Linked DNA regions of Zea mays: region 2 is linked to region 1. Evidence: chromatin contacts called from public Hi-C data. All regions are on one chromosome and are shown on one strand. Each heading gives the region's core, a stretch centred on a gene start, on an enhancer-like site or on the middle of the called end of the contact. The rest is flanking DNA. Distances are from core to core; before and after follow the strand shown.

Evidence for each region. Hi-C and Micro-C count contacts between places; a contact is called where the count stands out from the background.
Region 2: a contact with region 1 is called in a Hi-C map of leaf, with 7 times the contacts expected there. The contact joins the promoter of LOC109946017 here to the enhancer-like site in region 1. A contact is called at or near these places in 5 of 25 Hi-C or Micro-C datasets (ear, endosperm, leaf and 1 more).

The regions. Positions count from the first base shown.
Region 1 is chr4:44,783,657-44,790,392 of Zm-B73-REFERENCE-NAM-5.0, forward strand. No RefSeq gene overlaps it. Among protein-coding and RNA genes, the nearest start is that of LOC103653188, 58 kb to the left of the region's middle. Within about 2 kb of position 3,680, at least 16 of the 20 cell types and tissues checked have an H3K27ac peak or open chromatin away from gene starts, as enhancers often do. A contact at or near this core is called in ear, leaf and tassel, where this site is marked.
Region 2 is chr4:45,161,166-45,167,901 of Zm-B73-REFERENCE-NAM-5.0, forward strand. It overlaps LOC109946017 (60S ribosomal protein L32-1), which reads left to right and starts at 4,148. Exons shown (of 4, transcript NM_001364995.1): 1 at 4,148-4,275; 2 at 4,404-4,495; 3 at 5,753-5,934; 4 at 6,061-6,336. The coding sequence starts at 4,406. The coding sequence ends at 6,190.

The DNA.
Region 1 (6,736 bases), core at 2,430-4,929:
TCAGATTCAATCGGTCGACATGGAAGGTGTCCTCGGCGGCGTTCACCGGATGGCTTTATGGTGTTCCGGTGAAACTACTGTCGTAGAGTTCAAAAGGAAGATTTTGTGAGCAACACTATGACCCTATGTCCTGAAACGTGAGCACATTGAACATGTTACCTTCCCAAAAAGGTTGTCCACGGGGAGATGGGAGATTTGGTGGTGATGGTCACCACTGTTAGTGTCTGCACGGCATTCTGGCCTCCTCATCGAAACAGAGAGGTAGAGAGGGCTTGAGGGTTTGTCTTAGATGCTGAGGGATGGCATGACATAGTGAGCAGGCCAAGAGCTCAATTGGAATATATATACAGATTCAGATTCCTTCTCTTATCACCTCTTTCTTTAACTAGGGTCAAATACATGAGCTGCACTGGTTGGGGTTACACTGGGGGCTTTCACCGTGGCCAACTGGGGTTAAATTGTTCCTCTATATCAACTGCAGGCTTCCCACACAGAGCCAAGCATAGAGGAAACTTTACTTCTGCTTTTGTTGCATGTTGGATAGCAAGACAAATAGTGAAGAAGCTGAGTCACTATGGCCAAGATTCTTATTGCCTTGCTCTGATCCATGAAGTGGTAAAGCTGGGACAAGTTATCCCCCCTAGGCTACAAGTTCCTTTTGTGGCAATCACTAGAAACCTCCAGAGCACTGGTTGAGATGGATATGTTTCTTAGATTTTTGCACAAACCTGAACTACTTCAGTCGACAACAGTACCAACCTCATTCCCTCCTTTGCTCCCTTCTCCAAACAATGATAGACCTATATTACTCAAGCAATTTTGTTCCCTAACTATAGGTCCATAAGTTTACTATAATTTTCCAGGGTCAAGGATACAAGAATCACAAACTATAGGTCCCCAAAGTTGGCTGAAATTCACAGGAAGCATACCCAGTTATCTAAGACTGAGCACGAACCTTATAGCCTGACTGGGCACTTTCAGGTAGTTGTTTCTTCACCTTTTGTGTGGGATCACACCCAACTCACTTAAGGAGATTGGTTCATTTATAGATGATCTTCAACTTTGTTATAAAGATACCAGTCCAAAATCATCTAGAACAGGCACCACACAGCTCCAAAGTCAAGCTAATCACTGAAATTCAGCACTGGCCACTATTCCCTATCTGAAAATTTCCAAAGTCTGCCAGCCTTCCTTCTAACACCATTTACTCCACCTTTTCATGTAGTACCAAGACCATATCCCTTAAACAAACTTGTACCCTAATAGCTACTCTACAACTTTGTTACAAGGAGTATGGCTTAATACTTCATAAATCAGACACAAAGGAGCTCCCAAAGTTGCTAAAAACACATAACTTCAGGCTTTGAAAATAAACTAAGTCCAGAATTCTAGAGTAAGGCATAGTACCATTGAACCAATTTTTCTACCAATTCCACACAGCTTTAGGGTTGAACAATTTAATCAAACTTGTGCACCAAGTGTAGCCCCACAGCTTTGTCATAGTGACCCTCCTCAAACTGTCCATGGATTGAAAATTATTAAGGCCTAAATATAGGTAGGTAGTAATAATTTTAGGATTCAAAAATTTAGGTCCAGACTAAATTGTGAGCTTTTCTCTACTTTTTGTTTTTAAACTTGGTATTCTCCACATATGAAAGTTGTTTGGTATGGAAACTTTATAAGTTTCATATTTTGACTTTTGGCCAAACGCTGCAAGATCATAATTTCCATTGTTGAGGTTAAGATTAAAGTTTCTCCCACTAGGTCTTCTGCTATCCACTGATTAAGACATTAGGTTTAAATTATTTTTAATCCCGGTGAATGCATTCTAGGTGTATTACAACACAACCCACAACCATGTCAATGCACATGATGTCATGCCAAGTTTTAGTTCTAGTAACACCAGGGGTGTTACATCCTTTCCTCCTAAAAGGAATCTCGTCCCGAGATTAAAGCTCGAGGCTAAGTAATGGAAAGGAAATGCATCACAATCTTTTTTTCTTATTTTCCAAGTTAAGTGATTACCTTTCTCTAGATTTACCTGGTCTAGTTCAATCAGTTGGCCTAGTCCAGCTTTCTTTTACATCATGTAGCCTTGTTTCATTTCTTATCTACGACGAGGGTTGAAGATCCAGTCTTCATATCCGAGAAGTACGGCGATCCGAATCGATTAATACCTAGCTGGGGATCTCCAACCACACGATATATGTAGCACTTAACCCTGGCTTATGTCAACTCACACTCGGGTTTCTCAAGACCAGAGCGGGTTCACGTGACCCGAGAGCACAGTACCCCACCATTTAGCCACTTGCTAGGTGGGAACACGTTACTCCCACCATCTCTCCACTCCCAGTGCGTGCGAGTTGTTCTTGTATTGGTCCGACCGAGGCTAAGATTTCCCATGATGAGGCATGTGGCTAGTTAAAGGGTCCTAGATCAGCAGGCCAACAATCGTTGCGGTCCTTAAGTGACACAGACGGGCGACCTTTCCAGCTCAACGTCTGGTCTCAAATAAAACTATTTCTGAAAACTTGGTACCTGTCAGAGATACCCTGCTGAAATGATGAAGTCATCAAGGCCTTTGATACCTTCATCACTCTAGTCCCTTTTTCTTTGTAAAAACATGATTCATATCTCAAAACATTTTGTTCCTAGTCTATAAGCATAATAAGCACATCTAGCTTTTCAAATCAGGTATCACGAATGATAATCCATAGTTCAAGGAAGTATGCAACAAAGTTTAATCATTCAACTCTTACCACCTAATGCAGCATATAAGTGATAAAAGTTTTATAACAACAAGGAGGTGGTAAATGCACTGGAGCTTGCCTTGATGAGGAGATGAGTCAGGCTCTTCTACTAGGATATTGCAGTTGGCAGCAAACCCTACTGGAGCACCCTCGAGAGTACCTTCAGGAACAACCTCAGTTGGAGAAGTTTCAGATGTAGGAACAGGCTCCTCTTCCACTTCCACTTCAAATTCTTCTTCTCGGTGCTCTACAAGTCAATATCAAGTATATGAATGCTCATGTAATGATATGCTATGCAAACTCTTACTCAGGGAGAGGTGGAAAGCTTAAATGCTCGTAATTAAACATTTAGTGATTATACTTATAGTTCTAGGTTACCTAATGTTGGCTTAACGCGATCAAACTAAATTTTCCTCAGAAAATCAGAGAATACATATTTTAAAGCTTGTCAACCTTGCTGTTTAATATTTTGTATGATTTAAGTTTTATTTAACCTTATAGTAATTCAAGGTTTAGAGTTCTAATTACCCATTTTTAGATAGTTTATGGTTCTCTAAGCAAATCGACTCCAAACAGGCTTAGATTTTTACCAGAAGCTACTCTAAGGAAAACTAATTTTTCCACAAATTTTTATGATTTTTGAATCTATGTTTTTATTTCTAAAATTCTTTTAGGCTTCTTAAGGGTACTTTAAAATGATTAAGAATTTACTAGTTGCTGAAAAAATCCTAAGAATAAATTTTAATAGAACTACATAATTTCTTGGATTCTACAAAATTGGTTTGGTAATTTTTGCAGTTTTCTACAATTTATGATGAATTCTGTAACCTGCTACCAAAAATAAAAAGGAAACTACCAATAGTACTGGGCCGAAACCGGTCCGAGAAGGCCCAGCACAGCCAGATATGGCGCCCTCGCACGAGGCACGTGCCTGCCGTTCCGCAGTTTTTCATTCAGACCCCCACTAAATCAATTAACCGAACAAGAGTCTCGTGCCCTATTCTGTTGTTTCACTAACATGTGCACCGAGGTCCTTTCCTTTTCGTTTATTCACAAACTCCGGTCCACGACCGTGGCTCCAGCGGCCCTAAGTCGAACACATGCTTGCGCGCTCGCAACTAGCCAACGGTGGCCGGCTCCGGCAAGGGTCAACACAACTATGTGTTATCCGAGCTCAGCCCAACATATCTCTTGAGTGAATCGGATTCAAATGACCTAAACCGCCCAGACCACAGTGACGGCGGAGACCTGAGCTCCGATGAGATAGACCGGAGTTTTTAACGCAGTAGCGTTCAACCCTTGGCTATGGAAAGTTTTAGCAATCTGTCAAGCATACGATGCTCACATTGGTTGGGTTAGGGAGGATCAGATTCAATCGGTCGACATGGAAGGTCTCCTCGACGGCGTTCACCGGATTGCTTGATGGTGTTCCGGTGAAACTACTACGGTAGAGTTCAAAAGGAAGATTTTGTGAGCAACACTATGACCCCTATGTCCTGAAATGTGAGCACATCGAACGTGTTACCTTCCCGAAAAGGTTGTCCACGGGGAGATGGGAGATTCGGTGGTGATGGTCACCACTGTTAGTGTCTGCACGACGTTCTGGCCTCCTCAACGAAACAGAGAGGTAGAGAGAGCTTGACGGTTTGTCTTAGATGCTGAGGGATGGCATGGCATAGGGCCTATTTGGTTCAGTTTTTTTTTCTGACCAGCTTTCCCGAGAATCTAGCTGTGGGAAGAATCTAGCAGTGTAGAGAATCTGAGTATCGTTAGGATTACGTGCGAAGGAAGATAAAATTGTTCATGAGGCTCAGGATCTATAAAGTGACGGATTACTACTATTGCGACGACTCAACCGATTATATGTTTATGTTGATTTTGAATGGTTTTTACCAAAACAAATTTTATAGAAGCTGGCTGAAAAGCTGAGTGTTTGGTAGTCCGCAGCAGCTTTTTGTGGCCAGAAGCTACAAAAAGTCGAAACAAACAGGGCGTAGTGAGCAGGCCAAGGGCTTAATTGAAATATATATACAGATTCAGTTTCCATCTCTTATCACCTCTTTGTTTAACTAGGGTCAAACACATGAGCTGCACTGGTTGGGGTTACACTGGGGGCTTTCACCGTGGCTAACTGGGGTTAAATTGTTCCTCTATATCAACTGCAGGCTTCCCATGCAGAGCCAAGCACATAGGAAACTTTACTTCTCCTTCTGTTGAATGTTGGACAGCAAGACAAATAGTGAAGCAACTGAGTCACTATGGCCAAGATTATTACCTCCTTGCTCTGATCCATGAAGTGGTAAAGCTGGGACAAGTTATCCCCCCTAGGCTACAAGTTCCTTTCGGTGCAATCACTAGAAACCTCCAGAGCACTGGTGGAGATGGATATGTTTCTCAGATTTCACAACCCTGAACTACTTCAGTCGACAGCAGTACCAACCTCATTCGCTCCTTTGCTCCCTTCTCCAAACAATGACAGACCTATATTACTGAAGCAATTTTGTTCCTTAACTATAGGTCTATAAGTTTACAATAGTTTTCCAGGGTCAAGGATACAAGAATCACAAACTATAGGTCCCCAAAGTTGGCTGAAATTCACAGGAACCATACCCAGTTATCTAAGACTGAGCACGAAACTTATAGCCTGACAGGGCACTTTCAGGTAGTTGTTTTTTCACCTTTTTGTGGGATCACATCCAACTCACTTAAGGAGATTGGTTCATTTACATATGATCTTCAACTTTGTTATAAAGATCACAGTCCAAAACCATCGAGAACAGGCACCACACAGCTCCAAAGTCATGCCAATCACTGAAATTCAGCACTGGCCACTATTCCCTATCTGAAAATTTCCAAAGTCTGCCAGCCTTCCTTCTAACACCATTTACTCCACCTTTTCATGTAGTACCAAGACCATATCCCTTAAACAAACTTGTACCCTAATAGCTACTCTACAACTTTATTACAAGGAGTATGGCTTAATACTTCATAAATCAGACACAAAGGAGCTCCCAAAGTTGCTAAAAACACATAACTTCAGGCTTTGAAAATAAACTAAGTCCAGAATTCCAGAGTAAGGCATAGTACCCTTGAACCAATTTTTCTACCAATTCCACACAGCTTTAGGGTTGAACAATTTAATCAAACTTGTGCACCAAGCGTAGCCCCACAGCTTTTTCATAGTGACCCTCCTACAACTGTCCATGGATTGAAAATTATTAAGGCCTAAATATAGGTAGTTAGTAATAATTTAAGGATTCAAAAACTTAGGTCCAGACTAAATTGTGTGCTTTTCTCTACGTTTTGTTGTTAAACTTGGGATTCTCCACATATGAGAGTTGTTTGTTATGGAAAACTTTATAAGTTTCATATTTTGACTTTTGGCCAAACGCTGCAAGATCAAAATTTCCACTGTTGGGGTTAAGATTAAAGTTTCTCCCACTAGGTCTTCTGTGATAGAACCACCCGAATTATTCCAGTTTAAGTGCCCAACTCGCACCTGTTGGGGGCCTTCGTCTTCCGAAGGTCCTCAAAAACACGACTAACATGTTTCCCAAGTATAATATGTGTACAGGAATCTTCGGACACGGGATAAGGTTGTACATGATATGAAGAGCGCAGTTCAGGAGAAGGATGAACCAATGCCGAAGCTACTCGTGGAAAAGCTTCGGCTCAACAGTGGAAAATGAAACCGACTTAAAGGGAAAAAGGCTGTCTAGTCCTCGATAGATTATCCCTAAGTCAATAGTAAATGTCAAGGGCATGAATGTAATTCCACACAGGCCGCGTCATGTGCCTATAAATAGATGAACAGTGATACCGTACTATTCACGCTGACTTGTATTCATTCGTGCGTCACACTTGAACTTTGGCCTTCTGTTAAACCAAAGGTACAAATGTAATTCGACATTGTTCATGTTTATTCATGATGATATAATAAAGATATATAAATGATGTCATATGATTATTTATGTTATTTCTCATGT
Region 2 (6,736 bases), core at 2,898-5,397, 380 kb after region 1:
ACATCATGATGTAACCAAATTAATACCTCTTTACGTTATTATTTGAGCATGTGTGATGATGTCCAGGTATGTAATCGCTGTGTACGTGAGTTTTTGATCCTGGCACGTACATGGTTCGCATTCGGGTTGCCTTCTAAAACCGAGTGTGACAGTCCACCATCTCAAATTGCAGTTGCTCGGTGCGGAAGTTGGCGAGGTCCCCGAATATGATGGGCAAAGCGATCTACCCAAGGGGGTAGGCCTGATGGCCTAGGATGACACCATGGAATGGTGCTGAGCAAGGGTGCAGCACTAAGCGTGTGGTACCCAAACCGTCGAAGGTCTCAATGTACATGATGTTAAGACCGCTTCCCCGTCCATCAGTACCTTGGTGAGGCGCTTTGAGCTTACGATCAATTCAATGATGAGGGGGTTGGTTCCGGGATGCGAGATCCTATCTAGGTGGTCGCGGCGGCCGAAGATGATCAAGAACTCCGACCATTGTAGGTATCGTAGGACAGTGGGCTCCACTGCTAACACTTCTCATCGAGCCGCCTTGTAGCGGCGCCTGTCCCCGTACGCTTCTCCCCCGCTAAAGATTACGAGGCATTTTTGTCGGCTCCGCCGACTTTGTTGGTTTTGGGGAAGTCCTTAGTGGGGGTCTCCTGCTCCACCGGCTTTGTCGACTCTTCCTGCTTTGCCTTTTTGGCCGGCGGCTTGGAGATGAAGCACTTTAGGAGTTCGCACTCCCAGAGTTTGTGGCAAAAAGGGAAGTCATGATTCTAACACGGTGAATCCATCAACTTCTGGAAGTGGTCGTTGCTGTTCTTTGTCGGTGGCCTAGGCAATCGCCACAGTAACGACCTCTCCCTCTTTGGCGCGCGTGTGGTGGTGGTTCCTCCAGCACCTATCGAGGTGCTCTCGTCGATCCCTCCTCTCGCCGCTGGGCTCGCCAACATCGCATGGGTTTTTTTCCTTGTGGAAAATTGCCTCTACCGTGTCTTCCTTGTCAGCGAAACTTGGTCGCTATGTTGAGGAGGTCGGTGTCCGTCTTTAGTCGCCCTCGTTCGAGCTCATGGACTAGGGCCTCGTTGGTGGTGCTATAGGTGAAGGCACTCACCACATCAGCGTCGGTGGCGTCTGGGAGTTCGTTCCTTTTCTGTGAGAACCTCCGGATATAGTCCTAGAGGCTCTCACCGCTCTTTTGGGTACACCTCTTGAGGGCCCAGGAGCTTCTAGGGCACTTGTAGGTGCCTTGAAAGTTTCCGTCGAAGGCCCTTTGGAGGTTGGCCCAGTCATGTATGGTGCTGGCCGGTAGATGCTCAAGCCAGGCCCTCGCTCCTTCCGCAAGGTGGACATGGAGGAACTAGATGACCAGGTGGTCATCCTTGATCCCCACCATGCGACACGTGAGGCGGTAGTCCTCTAGCCACATGTCAGGGTTCATGGAACCATCGTATTTGAAAATGTTGGCTGGCACACGTACCTTTGTGGGGAACTACGCCTTTCTGATCTCGTGCCCAAAGGCACGCGATCCCGGCCTAGGTGGGATGGGGCTATGCGTGTGCCTTCTTTTCTCACAGTAGCTCGTCTTCTTCTTGTTCCCGACGCCTGTTGTCGAGGATGTGTCGGGCGTCGTGAATGCCACCAATGCGGTGCTTTATATGGACGCACGTCGGAGTAGATTGGGAGGTCTGTGCCCCCTTGCTTCAGGACGAGGCCGTGTGTGTGTCACGGCTCTCCATGCCGGTGTGTTGCCACCGATCAACCTCAACTTGTTATACCACAACCCTCTACAACAAGTTGCATAGGTTCTAGTACATCGCCTTCGCCTCGGGCTCATCCAGTTTGGGGATCAATCGGAGAATCATGGCCACTGCAACCATGTTTTGACCGGGGTTGAGGAAGTACTGCGCACCATCGCTACTTTCAGTGACCTGATCGCAAATCTTCCTCGCCCCGTCCTTTCGGCTCTGAGGTGTATTTTCTCAATGTTGTCATAAACCCGATCGAGCCTCTTGACGAGTGAGTCGAGCTCCTCCTCCTACTGTTGGAGGGCAGCCTCGTGGGTGAGTATGCGTGCTTGACGCTGGTGCTGGTATTCTTCTTCTTGGTTGTGAGCTTTCAAGTCTCCCCCTCCATTGTCGGCTCATGGTGCGTGGCCACGAAATAGGCCCTTTCTTACGCCTCATCGGAGTCCAAGCTAGGCTCCGTCGAGGCACTGCTTGAGTCGTCCTCGAGGAGGTCGAGGATGGATGTAGGTTGGCGACCGAGGACGACCACCATGGCTAATGGTGGGATTACTTCCGCCCATTGCTTAACGACAACGACAGATTTGTTGAGGCACCGTTTGAGCTAAGGCGTTGTTTCTCTGCCTTGGTCCTGGTGGAATGCCTGGCCCGGGCCTATGGCTAACGAGGCGAAGTTTGCCGGTCTCCTCGCCGAGGAAGTCGAGGGAGACGAAGGTGATCCGACTCCCGAGAGCGAAATCCTCGCCCTTGGCGAATGTCGAATAGCTGGCCATCAAAGTGAAAAAGTCACTTTAGCACGCTTGCGATCTCCTACCTGGTGCGCTAATCGTCGTGGTTTCGGAAATTAGGAGGACAATAGATTTGTGTTCGGTGGGGGATGCAAGCGCGGACTCACTTTAAATGGTGGATCACGAGGATCCAAGCTGGGACACAGGGGTTATACTGGTTTAGGCCGAGGCCCTAGTCCAGTGTAGTGCTGATTGTTGTATTGCTCATAAGTGTGTTACAACAAGTGTGTTTGTGTCTAGAAGGAAGATTGTCCCGCCCTTTTATAGCTCAAGGGTGGACTTCATAGTTGGGACTTGTATTCTACTCGGGGGTCTTCGGCTTGTTGCCCCTAGGCTGCTCTAGCCCTCCCGGCATCGCCTGTGTGGGTGTGCGTTATGTCCTGTCCTCCCTCCATACGGGTCACTGTAGCTTGCTCGGTATCAACGTTGCGGTACCCGACGGGTCCTGCAAAGTGGGCTTACGACAAGGTTTAGGGTTGTGTCCAGTACAACTTAATCTTCTGTCATACCCCTTGCGTCACTATCCAGCACGCGTAGGTATACACCCGATATGTGGTATTGTCTCGTTCTTTTCCGTATTGTAGAGACTTCAATGGTGATGTTTCCATGACTAGAGTTGACTGACCCCGCAAGTTAGTGAGGGTATATCGTGGGCGCACGCGGGGGTGTTCCATCATGTCTGTCAGAGACCGTTTGGTACTGTATGTACGATCTAGACGTTGTTTGATGATATTGCATCTTGTCTCGGCCATCATGGGCCAAAAGCGTCGTCCCGGGTTCCTTCCTTGCGGGTCCGCTTGGCAGGGACTTGGTCATTCGCCCCGGCTCACAGACTTGTTCGGCGGGGGTTTGGTCGTTCATCCCGTCTCGTAGGTTTGCTCAGTGAGGACTTGGTCGTTCGTCCCGCCTCACGGGCTTGCTCGACGGGGACTTGGCCGTTCGCCCCGCCTCGCACACTTGCTCGGTTTGCTTGCCCTGGCTCGTAGGTAGACCTGATCATGGGCCACCGGACCCGACCAACCCGACCCGATCCCGCCCCAAAAAACCCGGCCTGATCCGACCCGACCAATGCAATGGGCGGGTACAAGCCATAATTTTTTACCCGTTATAATTCACGGGCCGGGTACGGGGACCCAAAAACCGTCCCAACCCGAAAAAACCCGACCCGACACGTCAAACATGGAGGCACGGGCTAACACGACCCGACACTAGGCACGGGTCGCGGTACGGGCCGTGATAAATGGCCCACGACCCGACCCGACCTGACGTTTGAACATGTCAACTTGTAGGCTTACTCGACGGGGACTTAGTCGTTCGCCCCGCCTCACAGACTTACTCGGCGGGGACTTGATCATTCAGCCTGACTTGGAGACTTGCTCGGCAAATGGGTCAGAGAGAGATTGCATGCCTTACTATGGATACTCCTTTCCTAAGTAATCGACAGTGGGAACTGGCTTAATTACATGAAAAGGCCCACTTAAATCTGACCCAGCACAGGGACTCAACTTGCCGTGTTATTCTCCGAATAGCTGACATTTTCAGCGAAGCGAGGCCCAATAGCATACGAGCCCATCCACCCCGATCCAACCGTCCGGCTGCACAACACATATGAACACATCCCAGCCGCCCATTCGACCAGTCTGTCTTCGCTAGGGTTTTTAGCCCGTATAAGAGCCCCTTCCTCACTCCGGAACCCCATTCCCCGCCGCCTCGCGCCCCCGCTCGCTTCACTTCTCTAGGTGCGCACCGATCAGAAGGTGCCTGCCTCCTCCTCGTCGGCGAAAGTATCCCGCTGGTTTCCTTGTTCCTTTGCTCGATGTTTGCTCATCGCCTCATGTTTGCGTGTTTGCTGTTGTTTGTCGGTGGTCGGTGGGTGACGGAGCAGAGATGGCGGTGCCGCTGCTGACGAAGAAGATCGTGAAGAAGCGGGTCAAGCAGTTCAAGAGGCCCCACCTCGACCGCTACAAGTGCCTTAAGGTTTGAATCTCCACCCTCTTGTCATCTCTGGAATGGACTGTTCTTCGGAGGTGGATCTGTGTACTTGATAGAAGTCGATGGTTTGTAGAGCAGCGATATTCTTATGTTGCCTTGGCACTGGCTTAACACATGATGTATTGATACAGTATGATTACGTGCCTGGTTTAATCTTGCCTAGATCCGCATCGTTAATGTTTGTAACTGTAATTAGCTACGAGCGCTGGTTTAATCGTACCTAGATGGTTAGATCCAACCGGCTTATTTTGTAACTAGCCCATATATAGTTTTCTTGAATGGCATGCCGATGCTTGGTGACAGCAGATTTGCGTTACCTAGACTGCAAGTGCTTCAAACTGAAGTATTGAACTGCCTCTGTTTGGGTTGAATAAGTGTATTTGAACTCCCACGGACATATATATAGCAGCATAGATAATTACATTGCTTATCCCTTGCCCAATGGAATTTTCTCGCTTGATGTCATGGAATTTTTCGCATGTTTCTATTTTTATGTAGAGAAACATAACAATCATAGGGTTTTTCTGGTGTACATGATGAAATGCCCCCCTTTTGACATAATTTTGGTTCCTTCTGGTTATTCTGGCTCATATACTGTACAGTTAACCATGGTTGCATAAATTGAAATTTTGCGACAGCACATTTATGGAAGAGATATCATTTGAAGTTTTTGATTGCACCAGACAGTTAATGCTGGTTCCTATAGTTTATTGTTTTCAGAGCAGTCCATTTATACAAAAACGATCTTTTTTTGCTTAATACATTATTAGTACTCTTATCTTGTATCAGATCACAGCTTTAATATTTTTATAAACTGTTATCTTGGATAGCATTTTGTTCTGTCTGCTTAGCTTCTAGTTATGTAGCTGTATGACATGGAACTTTGAATACTTCCTTTGATCATAAGTTCGATTGTTTCCATGGCTGGGCTCAATTTTGAAGTTGGGTTTGCATATTATCATACTCTTATACTAACACGAGGTTCTTGTTGATAGAACCCTTTGCATATTGCTTCTTATGCATGGTTAGCCAAATAGAGGAAACACTGATAGATTTTGGTAGAACATTGTGGATTGGATTAGTTGTGGTATCTAGAATTCCCTCATTTTTCAATTTGTTTATTTCTATGTATGCCAATTACTTGCAGACATCTATTGAGCTTGTTTTTCTTATACCATTTCTTTGTATTTATTTCCCTCCATAGAGTAATTCTAAGTTCTGACTTGTTGATTCTTTGTACAGCCAAGCTGGCGCAGGCCAAAGGGTATTGACTCCCGTGTCAGGAGGAAGTTCAAGGGATGCACCTTGATGCCCAACATTGGTTATGGTTCTGACAAGTCGACCAGGCACTACCTCCCCAACAAGTTCAAGAAGTTTGTGGTCCACAACGTTTCTGAGCTGGAGTTGCTCATGATGCACAACAGGTATTGATTCTCATTGCAATTCTGTCTTTTGTCATTAACAATGTCTGCTGGTTGTGATCTGTTTGTGTGTTTGTAATCAGGACAGTTCGTTTTACTGACTTAAACTTCCTTCCCTTGCACATGCAGGACCTACTGCGCTGAAATTGCTCACAACGTGTCCACTAAGAAGCGCAAGGAGATCGTGGAGCGTGCTGCGCAGCTCGACATTGTGGTCACGAACAAGCTTGCTAGGCTCCGCAGCCAGGAGGACGAGTAGTCTGGTTTCTTGTCTTAACGACGAACTGGATGTTGCCATTCCTTTCTGTAGGAAACTACTTTGCTTGTGTCTTGTTAGTACTGAAAACCAGAGTCACTCCTACCTTTTTGCAATCAGTAGCTACTAAAATGTGGCAGATTCCACTATTTCCTTGCATCTATCTAAATTATATGCGTTACATGGTTTCACCTGCCATCTTGACATTCGTTGATAATACATAGCGCTCATTAGGCCAAGCTCTGCCGTTCCCCAGAGTTCCCGAGAGTTTATCCAATAGAGTAATTCTAAAAGATTAGGAGAAATGAATCTATCTTACTAAAACTGTTTGGTAAATAGTTCGTGAAGTGATTTCTAACTGGTTTTAGGGGGGAGCAGCGAGAAGTATGGTAAATAGTTCGTGAACTGATTTCTGACTGGTTTTAGGGGGGAGCAGCGAGAAGTTGGTGTTTTGGCTCACTCTTTAGTACAAAAATAAAGACTAGATTTACTCTGTTCCTGTTGATGGTTTTAGAGGGGAGCAGCGAGAAGTATGTGTTTTGGCTCACT